3 separate regions of the Sus scrofa genome follow, and all the other regions are linked to region 2. Evidence: chromatin contacts called from public HiChIP or PLAC-seq and promoter capture Hi-C data. All regions are on one chromosome and are shown on one strand. Each heading gives the region's core, a stretch centred on a gene start, on an enhancer-like site or on the middle of the called end of the contact. The rest is flanking DNA. Distances are from core to core; before and after follow the strand shown.

Evidence for each region. Promoter capture Hi-C pulls out the DNA fragments that hold promoters and counts their contacts. HiChIP or PLAC-seq counts read pairs in DNA pulled down with a chosen protein or histone mark.
Region 1: a promoter capture Hi-C map of liver shows a contact between it and region 2, with 7 times the contacts expected there. The contact joins the promoter of LOC100738822 here to the promoter of AVL9 in region 2. A contact is called at or near these places in 3 of 5 promoter capture datasets (fetal liver, fetal skeletal muscle and liver), 16 of 47 Hi-C or Micro-C datasets (adipocytes, alveolar macrophages, blood and 9 more) and 2 of 2 datasets of contacts at active chromatin or transcription factors (alveolar macrophages and skeletal muscle).
Region 3: an H3K27ac HiChIP or PLAC-seq map of skeletal muscle shows a contact between it and region 2, with 6 times the contacts expected there. The contact joins the promoter of NT5C3A here to the promoter of AVL9 in region 2. A contact is called at or near these places in 8 of 47 Hi-C or Micro-C datasets (adipocytes, blood, fetal liver and 4 more) and 2 of 2 datasets of contacts at active chromatin or transcription factors (alveolar macrophages and skeletal muscle).

The regions. Positions count from the first base shown.
Region 1 is chr18:40,395,112-40,399,415 of Sscrofa11.1, forward strand. LOC100738822 (retinitis pigmentosa 9 protein) reads left to right here and starts at 2,440. Exons shown (of 7, transcript XM_003484045.4): 1 at 2,440-2,816. The coding sequence starts at 2,665.
Region 2 is chr18:40,737,058-40,741,375 of Sscrofa11.1, forward strand. AVL9 (late secretory pathway protein AVL9 homolog) reads right to left here and starts at 2,058. Exons shown (of 16, transcript XM_021079002.1): 1 at 1,731-2,058. The coding sequence starts at 1,823.
Region 3 is chr18:40,438,517-40,443,148 of Sscrofa11.1, forward strand. NT5C3A (cytosolic 5'-nucleotidase 3A) reads left to right here and starts at 2,374. Exons shown (of 9, transcript XM_003360167.2): 1 at 2,374-2,844. The coding sequence starts at 2,707.

The sequences.
Region 1 (4,304 bases), core at 1,190-3,689, 340 kb before region 2:
TTTTGATTACATTAGGCCTCCACAACGTTGGTTATAAAAATTGGAAATTACTTGGGTTGCCAATAATAAAACTTAGGCAAATTATGACAAAATACTATTCCACTATTAAAATTCAAATTATTGAAACATTTTGACTTGAAAAAATTGTTCATAATATAGCTGAGGAAAAGTCTTCTAAAACTATCATTTGATACATTTTTATAAATAAAAATATGGAAAAATATTTGAAGGACTTTTCATAAAAATATTAACAATGGCTATTAAATGGACTTACTTGTCATTTAATTTTTCCTTTGCATTTTCAATGTCCTCAGTATTTTTTCAATGGCTGTGTATTACCCTTGTAATTAGAATTAAAGTTTTTAAAATAATAGAATAATAGAATAAAATATTGTCTGAAAATAAATGAAAAATTACCTTGAATTATTAATTTATATTTCAACCTAAGAAATGTAATTCTTAATTATAAAACCCTCCCTGTGAAAAGAGAAGCTTCCGAAAGCTTATAATCATTTGGTAGGTCATCTCCTCTGCCCCACCAGGCACATGACTGAGGCCATCCTCTCCCAACCCCAGCAGAGCCACCCTAGAGCAGAGCTTCCCCTAATCCAGGTGTTTTTTTGTTGGGTTTTTTTTTGGGGGGGATCGGTTTAGGGCCCTCACACTTGGCATATGGAGGTTCCCAGGCTAGGTATCAAATCAGAGCTGTCCTGCTACAGCCATAGCAATTCCAGATCCTTCCCCACAGCTTGCGTCAGCTCGAGATACTTTAACCCACTGAGAGAGGGCCGGAATGGAACCCAAATCCTCATGGATACTAGCCGGGTTCTTAACCCAATGAGTCACAACCAGAACTCCCCATTTTATTTTCTTAAACTCATATTAGGATTTCCCATTGGGCACAGTGGGTAATGATCCAGCTTGTCTCTGTGGAGACACCAGTTGGATGCCCACCCAGTGCAGTGAGTTAAGGATCTGGCATTGTTGCAGCTGTGGCATAGGTCACAGCTCCGGTTTGGATTAGTTCCTTGACCCCAGAAACTTCCATATGCCACATGGGTGGCAGAAAAAGAAATCAGTACATATTAGATACATAAAGGACTATACCCGTCAAAAAGGTCATTGATTTATTGATCCAATCACTCAAGAGCTATAATATGTGCCAGGCACTATGTTAAGCATGTTAGACTGTTTAATAATTAAAATACAGATCTCAATCTTTTCCTTTTTTTTCCGCCTTAACCATGGAACAAAATAAGTTTGGAAAGGATATCTTAATGTATGTATGTGTAGTGCACTTTGATATTTCTACTTTCTATTCTTTTCTGTTTCATTTCATTGTTTAAAATATTGGCGTTCCCATCATGGCGCATCAGAAATGAATCTGTCTAGGAACCATGAGGTTGCGGTTCGATTCCTGGCCTCGCTCAGTGGGTTAAGGATCTAGCGTTGCCATGAGCTATGGTGTAGGTCGCAGATGAGGCTTGGATCTGGCTTTGCTGTGGCTGTAGCATAGGCCGGCAGCTACAGCTCCAATTAGACCCCTAGCCTGGGAACCTCCACGTGCCTCGCGTGCAGCCCAAAAAAAACAAACAAACAAACAAAAAAAAATTGCTGGCAATTCCCTAAGTGGATTTCACAATTCTCTAATGACTCTTGACTCACAGTTTGAAAAACATGAACACAGCACTTCTCAGTCCAAATAAATATTTGTGGAACGAACAATGTCAGTCATATAGAAAGATTTGGCACATCAACAGGTGTAGAACATGCGTGGCATCACATAGTGTAGTGCCATGTAGCATGGAGAGAAGTCTGTTTAAAACTCAAATCTGATAGTAAATTTCACCTGTATCTTCTTCATTACCTTCCTACCACACTTAGCATTGGGATCCAGGTCCTTCACAGGGTTTGATAACCTCATCTGGTTTGCCTCTCCAGCTTCATCTCAAGGCTCTGCTCCTTGCTTTCCAGGTTCCAGCTCCACATTGGCCTTCTCTCTCTCTCCTGTACATAAAGTACTCTTCCATGGGTTGCCCTTCCTCCTGGAATACTTTCCTTTCTTCTTTGCTCCACCAGCTCCTAGTCACCCTTTAAGCCTCTCCTGAAATGCCCCTTCCCCTGTGAAGACTTCCTGGCCAACCACTGGAACAGGTAACCCTGGATGTCTTCATAGAAGTGAGCATAATTGAAATGTTTTTAAAGCATTAACATACAAAAATATTTGAGTATTTGCTTTTTTATTCTTTTTTATTTTTTTAATTTTTATACAGCTTAAAAGGTTACGCTACATTTAGTTATTACAAAATATTGGCTACATTCCCTGTATTGTACAATATGAAATTCTAATATGTGAGTAATTATTGGTTCAACATTTTTCTTTCTTAAGCTTCCTGCCACAGCGTCTTCAGCGCCGAGGCTCTCAGCCGCCGCCAGGAGGCGCGCTCGGACGCCCGCACCCGGGGACCTGACGCCAGCGCCTGGCACTTAGAGCAGACATGCTACTGCGCGGGCCTGTCGGGTGGCGGGGTGCAGGCAGCCTCCGAAGGGACACCTGGCCGCCTGGCCAACAGCGGAGTGGCGGCAAGAGGGGGCGCTGCGGATCCAGGCGTGCACGACGCGGAGGAAGTGCTGGCTTCGCCGCGCGGGGCCGCCTCGGCGACGATGTCGTCCGGGCCGGGGAGCGACAACCCCAGGTCCGGGGGCGCGCGGCGACCGCGGGAGCCCCAGGAGCAGGAGCTGCAGCGACGCCGGGAGCAGAAACGGCGGCGGCACGACGCGCAGCAGCTGCAGCAACTCAAGCACCTGGAGTCCTTGTGAGTCCCTGGGGTCGCGCGGCGCGGAGTTGGCGCTGTAGGCGGGGCGCTCGGAGACCCGGGAATGGGCTCGTTGGGCCCGTCGGCCCCCAGAGAGCCGGGCGCCGGTTGAGACCCCGGGCGGCGTGACCCTCGACTTCCAGCCGACCCTCCACGGGGGAGGGTCTACCCCGAGGCCGGCCTCCGGCGCGCGGGGGCGGAGGTCGCGCCCTTCCCCAACGAGGCGATGGCTTTATTCCTGGAGAGGCGACGTCGATGTGCTCAGAGGCGCTGTTATGCCCTCGGGCGGGACTGGGGACGGGCCGCAGGCAAGTGCGGCTGAGCGCCTTGCTCCTTTCCTGTTTCTCAGTTCCAGGGGCTCTCTATGATCTGGATTAAATCCTCTTTCTTTTCGTCTTCTGCTGTTAGTAAGGGGGAAGAAAGCCCGATCCTGGAACGTTAGTGAAGTGAGGAATAAGCAGTGGGTGAGGGCTTGGTCCCTAAATATTCGGGAGGAGCTGTCAGGTGGAAGAGCATGGATAGGTTCTCTCAGGTCTTAAGGATTTTCGTTGTTGTTGTTGTTGCCGGGATTAAAGGTGGGAGCTACGGAGAGGCCAGTTATGGCTCAACAACAAGAATTAGGACCAGGTCATATATTCTTGATGGTCAGCGTGGCCTGACTTAGGAGGCACGGGCTCCCCCAGCTGCTTGGGCTGGAGGAGAATCCAGATAATCACTGAGAGGAGGGTGGCTTGTAAAGGAGATTTAACATCAGCTGGAAGCTTGGATTAATGACGCTTTCAGTTTCCTGTGATTCTGTCATTCTGTAATTAGCTTTAGAAGTTTTTTTCTAAGTTTGGTGTACACGGAGTTATTTGAACTATTTCTGTTTCAGGCATATCTCATACCTTGGAGACAATCATGTAAGGAAAGGTCCTTAAAGGGCTGCCCTTCTCATTAACCTTTTGGGAGCTTTGACACAAAATGCATTGCTCAGAGCCTGGCCTGCTCCTTTCCTTGTGGCTCTTGAGCTGAATTTCACCTCAATAGGTAGTGGTTGTGGATACAGGCGCTTCATTGCTGGCTTCCACAGTCTTGGCCCCTCCCTTCGAGAGATGCTGGGATCCTCTTTGCTGCCTGTGTAATGCCAGTGTTCAAAAATCTTTCCCTGGGTTAAGATCAGGTCAGTGCTTGGCCCCACCCAGCCCTCAATATCCTTAACTATAGGATGCCTGATGGTAGTTAATACTCTACATTTATTGTGGTCCACAGAGCACTTACAGATATCAGAGAGATTATAACCTCCTTTTGCACATGAAGAAATGCAGGTTCAGTACTTAAGTAATGGAATCAAGGCTGACCTGTAAACTAGCAAAACTAAAGAGAAACTGTGGCGTCTGATACTCAGACCAGTGGGATTTTTCAGAGGTTTTTAAAGTTCTGGGCTGTTGTCATATTTAGTTTGGCTAGTTCAAAGTCTTATTTTCTTTGAAATGAAAATTTATATTT
Region 2 (4,318 bases), core at 808-3,307:
TTGAAAGTTCCATCCAGTTTGGTTGTGAAGTGGGCCCCACCTTTTACTTTATCCTCAGGCTCCTAAATGCCACGTGGCTCAGCGAAATGAACACACATGGTGCCAAGGCAATTCTAAGTCTGACTAGCAGCGTGACCTCAGTAAGATCAGTAAGATCATTTTACTTCCTCCAAGTTTCAGTTACTTCACCCATGTCCAAGGTAAGTTATAAAGTGACAACATCAGAGATGTGAAGTTTTATAATTTTTTTTTTTTTTTTTGTCTTTTGTCTTTTTGTTGTTGCTATTTCTTGGGCTGCTCCTGCGGCATATGGAGGCTCCCAGACTAGGGGCTGAATCGGAGCTGTAGCCACTGGCCTACGCCAGAGCCACAGCAACGCGGGATCCGAGCCGCGTCTGCAACCTACACCACAGCTCACGGCAACGCCGGATCGTTAACCCACTGAGCAAGGGCAGGGACCGAACCCGCAACCTCATGGTTCCTAGTCGGATTCGTTAACCACTGCGCCACGACAGGAACTCCTGAAGTTTTGAAGTATTAAAAATCTAATGATGATGAACACTGTGTTTACATGCTGTGGTACAATAATCTCAAATACCTATTTTCTTACCTCTAAATATAAGGCCACATTTAAAAAACTTAAATTCTACGGCTGCTGCTTGAACTTTTTTTAAAAACCACACTGTATAATGCCACTTCCTCCTGGGTATCTGTCTATGCCACTTATACCTGAGAGACAAGGAATACGATATATTTTAAAGTTATATTTTAAAATACACACAAACACAACTATCTTTTCACTCCTTTCATGACTCTTCTGTTATCCTCTAAGGAACTTAAATTTTGCCAGTAAAAGTCTTCTCAAATGCTCCTTTTCTGTGAAATGCAAGAAGCAAAATGCTACATTACCTAGTGGTAGCAATTAGTATTTTTAATACTTTAAGCATTTCCATGTACTGTTCACTAGCACATTATGACATCATTGCCTTCCAGTGTTTACTCTGATTAAATAATCCTGTTACTATCTTTGTTCTCTTGCCTTCAATATCTAGATTGCAAATGTCCTATTGTTCCGGTTCACCATTTCACTGAAAAAGCTTAAAAATGACCACGTTTTCACGTTTCTTTACTCAGCAAATACACTTTCACTGCAACTGAGCCGGAGAGTTCAATCTCTCACCCAAAGGCAAGATCTGGACACGATCAAGTAGCAAAATCCAGGCCCAAAGGGAAGGGGGGGCGGAGTCTACACCACCTTAACACGACGGGTTCTAGGGCTTCCACGGATAAACAAAGGAAGTTGATTTTCCCACGGCGACGTGTGTGCTTCAACCAACCTGAGGCACTCGTAGGGAAGCCCAGAGCTCATTACCTTGAAAGCGCAGCCCAAGTGCTCAATTTTTCTCAAGGATTCCACTACAGGTGGAGACCGATGAATGGGGAAGAGTGGGCCGACCTTCGATTCCTTCCTCCCTCCCACTCCACCCAAGAACCTAGAGACCTGCCAACCACAACACGTCGACACACGGCTCCTGAATTTTTCAGGGGCAGGAGGACGAAGGGGGGGTGGGGGTGGGCTTCAAGGTCGGGTGAGGAGTTGAAGAGGAGTCAAGTGCAGGGGCGAAGGGCCGAGGGGAACGCAGGGAGCTCTAAGCAGAGCGGAGGGAAGTGGGCGCAGGCGGCGCGCGAACGTCGGAACGGCCGGGGGCGGGCTCGAGCCCCTTCCTCACCTGGCAGCCCTTCTTGTGGTGAAAGCCGACCACCACGATGTGCAGTACGGGCCCCCGGGGGACGCCATCGCCCCTCCACCCGGCCTTCTCCATGGGCGGCCGCCGCAAGCCCGCAAGGCGACTTCAACCGCCGAGGGCGGCCAGCGGAGCGTCCCTGTGATTCCCCAGGAGGACGGCGAGCGGCAGGGCTCGGGGGTCAGCGCGGGCGCCGCATTAGAGCCGCGCAGGGGCTGAGGGGAGGCCGAGGCTCCTGCAGCTCCGCACCGCCCCCTCGGCCCCCGCCGCGCTTCCTTCATCCGCTTCCGCTGCTTCCGGGCTGTCACCTGATGCGGCGGCCGCCGCCGGCGAGGCGGGACTGAGCCGGGCCGGGAGGGGCCTGAGGGGGCCGGGGCGGGGCCTGGGGGCGGTGCTGGGGCTCCAGGAGGAGGTGCCGGGCGAGGGGCGGGGCCTGACGGGGCTGCCCCGCACACCTGCCCCGGCCCTTCGTGCGCAGGTGCGACCTCTGCCCGCTTCCTCCTCCTCCTCCTCCTCTGCCCTCGCTTTTTCCTCCTTGAAATCTCCGCCCCTTCCCACTTCTTTGCTCAGTTTGCTTCTCTTTTTTGTTCTTTTCAGGGTATCTCATTCCTTCGCTTGCTTTCCTTCACCTCTCTGGCCTAGAGTCCCTCTACCTTTTAAATTTCGATAACACAGGCATATTTGTGCGGCTCTTTATCTGTGTATTCAAGCTTTAAATTACTTGCTAATCCGGGGTTTCTGTTTTGCTTTGTTCTTGTTTTTTGGTTTTTGTTTTTTCCTTGTTTAAATATTATGTATAGGAGTTTGAAAGCGATTTAAGGCCTGAAGCAAAATATCCTTAAAAATAAGAGAAATTTACAGGGAGAGCTATAAAATGATTATTCTAGTCCTGCTATTTTCAAAAACAATATTTTCAGAGTTCCTGTTGTGGCTCAGTGGTAATGAACCCGACTAGTATCCATGAAGATGCGCGTTCACTTGCTCAGTAGGTTAAGGCTTTGCAGTGAGATGTGGTGTAGTTCGCAGATGCCAGTGGGATCCTGCCTATGCTGGCAGCTGCAGCTTGGATTTGACCCTAGCCTGGGAACTTTCACATGCCGTATGTACTGCAGTCCTACAAAATAAAAAATTAAAAATAAAAAAACAACATTGTTTTCATTTTGTCTTTTTCTGGGTTTAGTACCCTAAACCCAGTTAACCCAAAATATATGGAGTCTTTTGGCACTAGGGTCTTTTATTTCCTTACTGACTGTACTAGTTCAATTTTCACTGGAAATACTAACAGATTGAACAAGGCAGTTTGGGAATTAGGTACCTGCTTCAAATAGAATTCACAATTTATTACAATAACTGGCTGGGATTACAAGTTGCACATCCCTTAGTTTAGACAACCCTAACAACTGATATCTTCCATTTCTGGCCTTGAGACCTGCATTCTACTCTAAGTACAGATGAGAAAGACAGTACAGTCTTCTTATACTTTCTAAGATTCAGGAGAACTGTTTAAATGCTAATAAAAATATCAAAGAAAATTTTCAAGATGTTGTACTATTTCTTTTAGGTATTACAAAATTCATGGCATTGGCTCAACTGTGTGTGAAACTATAATATTCCTTGTATATAGAATATGTTACTGTTTTCTTCCATCTGCCTTGACATTTTCTAAATTAGCCTAGCTAAAATTAAAGTGAAATTGAACATCTTTTTAAGATATAAAGGCAGGGCATCTTAGGACTCTGTAGCTATAGTGAATGCCAATTGTTTAATTCATTGTACAGGAGACCCCAGTCATAGCTTTATAAAAAATCTGTGTCATATTGCATCCTGGTGCCTCCAACTAAGATTAAATCATTTGTTCATAACCATTATGTTGCTTAAATGTTTAAAAATATGTCATTTAAAATAATGCTTTAGGAGTCCTGCTATGGCGCCATCAGTGACATCTCTGCAGTGCTGGGACTCAGGTTAGATCCCCAGCTGAGCATAATGGGTTAAGGATCTGGCATCACCTCAGCTGTGGGTCAGATCTGACCACTGACCTGGGAACTCCATATGCCATGGGGTAGCCAAAAAAAAAAAAAAAATGCCGTAAACAAAGAAGATATGTTACTGGGGAAATTGATAGATAAAGTAATCAGGGGGGTTTCCAGAATTTTTCCCATCTGTAATTACAGACTGGTCCTTTTAACAGTTTAGAATAGTACATTTTATAATTTTTTTTTTAATGGCCACACTTTTGCTATATGGAAGTTCCAAGGCCAGGGATTAAATGAGTCACAGCTGTGGCAGCACTAGCTCTTTTAATCCATTGTGCTGGGCTGGGAATCAAGCCCGTGCCTCCCCAGCAACTGGATTCTTAAACCACTGTGCCACAGTGGGCACTCCTACAATTGTTTTTAATGAGTTGTATTAATATAAAATAAATTTGATAGGGATGGAGTAGGATAGTTACACAGGTAATTGTGAAAGTCCCAATAGGGGACCGTAAATATAGAGGGAAACCTAGGGAACTGTGGGAGGTCACTGTAAGTTAATAATCACTCAAGAAACCCATGAGAATGAAGCAGCCTTGC
Region 3 (4,632 bases), core at 1,124-3,623, 300 kb before region 2:
GTTCCTGCTATCCCATGTGCCATCATGTATCACTATGGACAATAATTTCATGGAAAAAAAGAGATTTACATACTTAAAAAACAATAGAGAAATCAAATATGTGGGCTGATAGTTAATAGCTACCATGTGTTTCCCAGTCTGCCAAAGGCATTCATGCACCCAGTGGTTAATCCAGACTTGTTTTCTTACCTGGTGCTTGCTCAGGTGAGCCCTATCCAACCTTTCTAAGAATTATCTCTCCACAAATTTCCCTTGAAGAAAAACCCCTGCCAGGATCCCAGGGCTGCAACAACTAGAACAAGAGCTGAGGGTACAGAGAAAAGCAATCCTCACTTCTTCCTCTGGTTCTCCTGCTCCAACTTGTCCCATATCCTGAGCAAAGAGAGAGCCTCCCCAGGTAGCACCACCAGCTCCACAGAGTTGGAGGGATTCCCCTGAGTAGCTCCCCTGCATCCCCTCTCTCTCTCACCCCCGCAGAAAGGCAGGAGAAACTGCGTCAATCCCTTGAAAGAGACCGGGCCAGTGAGAACAAGTCCTGCTACTCATAAAGGGGAAATGATGGAAGAGGCAATGATTGATTGGGATGTAACGGGAAAAGGACAAACACCTCCTTGCTCCATCTTTATTCTGTTGTCATAGCAATTTTTTTTAACGTGAGTTGTATAAAACACATAAAATTTACCAATGTATCTATTTTAAAAGGTAAAGTACAGTAGTGTTAAGGATAGGCATATAAGGGAGTTCCCGCTGTGACTCATCAGGTTAAGAACCTGACTAGTATCCATGAGGATGCGGGTTTGATCCCTGGTGCCACTCAGTGGGTTAAAGGATCCAGGGTTACTGTGATCAGTGGTGTAGGTGGCAGACATGGCTCAAATTCAGCATTGATGTGGCTGTGGCATAGGCTGAAAGCTGCAGCTCTAATTCTACCTTTAGCCTTGGAACTTCCATATGATGCATATGTGGCCCTTAAAATATATATATACATATATATATATATACACATATATATAGACACATAGTTCTGTAACAGACCTCTAGAACTTTTTCATCTTACAAAACTGAAACAACATTCGCTGAAGACTCCCCCATTTCCTCTTCCTCAGAACCCTCCACCACCACTCTTTCTGTTTCTGAGTTCAACTACCTCATATAAATGGAATAATGCAGCATTTGTCTTTTTAATGAATGTCTTATTTATCTTAGCATGATGTCCTCAAGAATCATCTGTATTGTCAAATTCTGCAGAACTCCCCTGTTTTAAAGGCTAAATAGTATTCATTTGATGTAGGTATCACATTTACCACATTTTCTTTGTGCATTTATCTGTCAATGAGCATTTAGGTTGTCTCCATGGCTTGGCTATTACGTATAGCGCTGTAGTGAACATGGGAGAGCTTAAATTTGAGTACCTGCTTTTAACTTCTTCTGAATACTGGATCATATAATTGTTTTTAATTTTTTTGAGGAACCTCCGCGCTTTTTCCACAGTGGCTACACCAATTTACATTTCCACCTACAGTGCACAAGGGTTTCAATTCTCTACATCCTCAGCAGCACTTTTTTTTTTTTTTTTTTTTGCCACATCTGCGCTATGTGGACATTGTTTCACCAGAGGTCAAACCTGCACCAGCAGTGACATAGTCAGATCCTTAACATGCACCACCAGGGAACTTCTCACCAACACTTTTAACTTTACATTTTTTTTTTGACAATGATCATCTTAACTTGTATGAACTGATATCTTGATGTGGTTTTGATTTGCATCTTCCTAATGATTAGTGATCCTAACGGTTAGTGATATTGAGTATCTTTTCATAAGCTTCTTTTTTGGCCGCACCTTCAGCACATGGAGGTTTCTGGGCCAGGGGTTGAATCTGAGCCAGAGCTGCCAGCCTACACCACAGCCACAGCAACATAAGATCTGAGCTACACCTGTGACCTACATCGCATCTTGCCGCTAGGCCAGATCCTTCACCCGCTCAGTGAGGCCAGGGATCTACCTGTATCCTCATGGATACCAGTTGGGTTCTTAACCCGCTGAGCCACAAGGGGAACTACATCTATTGTCTATTTTTTAATGGAGATGTTTTTTGTTGTTGTGTTCTTCACGTACAGGAGTCTTTAATATAATTTGGGTGTTAACTCCTTATCAAATACACGGTTTGCAATTTTTTTTTCTCACATTCTATAGGTCGCCTTTCTACTGTTTTATCCTTTACTGCACCCTGCAGTTTGTCGTAGCACTTTAAAGCCAAGCTACTGCGCAAATCAGACTGCTGAGCCGCCATGCCTTCTGGGGGTTGTAGTCCTGAGGTCTCAGGAGGGCGGAGGATTTTTTTACCGGTGTACCTTGTTTGCAATCAGATTTCTATCGGGCAGGGCTGGAATGAACCACTGCCTGGCCCTCATTAGCAGAGAGAGAATTAATACAATTCCCCTTTTCTGTCCTTGCACAATTCTTCAACCGCTTGTCTCTGAGAAGACAAGCTTCCCTCCTCGGCCTCCCACGCAGACCAGGCTCCCTAGCCCCCTTGGGTTCCCCGGCTCAGGCGTCTGTGGGCGGGGCTTTCCATTGGGGCGGGGATTTCCTGGGGGGCGGGGCCAGGCCGGGGGTCCAGGCTTCTCCGCCAGCCTGCGGCTCTGAGGCCTGCAGCCGTCCAGCGACCTCTTCTCTTGCAGCGGGAGGCACAGGAGGACCCGTCCATGGACCGAGCGGCCGTGGCGAGGGTGGGCGCGGTAGCGAGCGCCAGCGTGTGCGCCCTGGTGGCAGGGGTGGTGCTGGCCCAGTACATATTCACCTTGAGGAGGAAGACGGGCCGGAAGACCAAGATCATCGAGATGGTGAGTATCGAGGCTCCTCGCCGGAGCGCTTGGGGGGCCGCGGTGGTCTGTTCCGGCCTCGCCTTCCCGCGGCGGCCGCTGCTGGAATTTGAGGGGCCTTCAGGGGACCCTTTCGCCCCGCGTGCGGCGACCCTGCGGTGACCTGGTCTGGACCCTCAGCGGCGGCACGAGGCTTCCCGTGGGCTTTGTTTCGTCTCCATTTGAAACAAAAAGGCAGCTAATGTGTGAAACGGGCTACCTCCCGAGGCGCCCCTCGTGTTTTTCTAGAAATAAGCGGAACTTTCTGGGCAGGTTTCTCCCTCCTTCCTCCGTCCTGCGCAGACCGTTGCTGCAGCCCAGTTACGACTGAGTTGTTTTTGCACCGTGGCGAGGATGAGTTCCATTATGAAAGGATGTAACTCCTCAGTGGGTGATTAGAGGAATGCTGGTTGGAGTTCAGAATAGTTTTCTATTTGAATGTTATTCCTTCGTGTCCCAAACTGCCGGAAAGTATTTGTGTTCATTTTTTTACCACCACCCCCAAACCTTTTACATAACGTTTTTGAAATTTATTTCTAGTATTAGAGTGTTTGGGAGTTCCCTTGTGGTTCAGCGATTTAAGGGCCTGACATTGTCAGTGCAGCGGACCGGTGGCTGCTAAGGCTGGGGTTCCCTGGCCGGGGAACTTACACATGCCTAAAAAAAAAGTGTTTGAAGAACCCCGTTTGAGGTACTGTATTATAATGCTCCAACAGTGGGGATGTTTTTATTTCTGCAGGGTTTTTTGTTTGTCTTTTTCGGGCTGCACCGGAGGCATGTGGAAATTGTCAGGCTGGGGGTCAAATCGGAGGAACTGTGGCAGTGGGCCTACTTACTCCTCAACCATAGCAACCGCACCTGCCACCTTAGCCCTCTGAGCAGTGGTGTCAGGGTCCTAACCCACATCCTCACAGATACTCGTCGGGTTCTTAACCCACTGAGCCACAACAGGAACTCCCATTTTTGTGTTTTAATTAGGTCCCATCAAGACAATTTCCTCAGTGAGTTGCATTCTGATATATTTACTGGAGTGAATAGTCCCATGTTTACGCCTGATAATGTAGTGCATGCGGGGACTTCTGGGGTTAACAATTTTTGACAGATTTAAATAATATCACTTCAGGTTTGTATACTTAAAATACTTAGCTTCAGTCATATGTCCTCATTGATCAAAGAAACTATTTGTTGTTTGCTATTGGCCTTAGGTTGAAAACAGGAATATTTTCCCATAAATAAAAGTAAAAAAAAGTTAACTCTTGCATGTCTCATATGCCAATAATATTCCTAAGTTTTGTTTATTGCTGGAATTAAATTAGTCTTGAGTTAGTATTACACAGTCTTTGCTCCATCTTTATGCTCATAGCGGCAAACATCAAAAATTTCATTTTGGCGTTCCCATCATGGCTCAGCAGTTAACAAACCCGACAAGGATCCATGAGGTTGCAGGTTTGATCCTGGCTGCCTCGTGGGTTAAGGATCTGGTGTTGCTGTGAGCTGTGGTGTAGGTCGCAGACATGGCTTGGATCCCTTGCAGCTACAGCTCTGATTACACCCCTAGCCTGGAAACCTCCATATGCCGTGGGTGTGGCCCTAAAATAGCAAAAAAAAAAAAAAAAAAAATTTCATTTTGTTTATTTTGCTCCAAAATTTCATTTTGTTTTATGTTGCCATCCTGCATAGAAAACTTGAGTGGCTTCCTTTTGCTCCAGACCAAAAAATGTGTAATACGTATGTGGGAAAAGAAACCTAACTGCTATACCTTCCTGTATG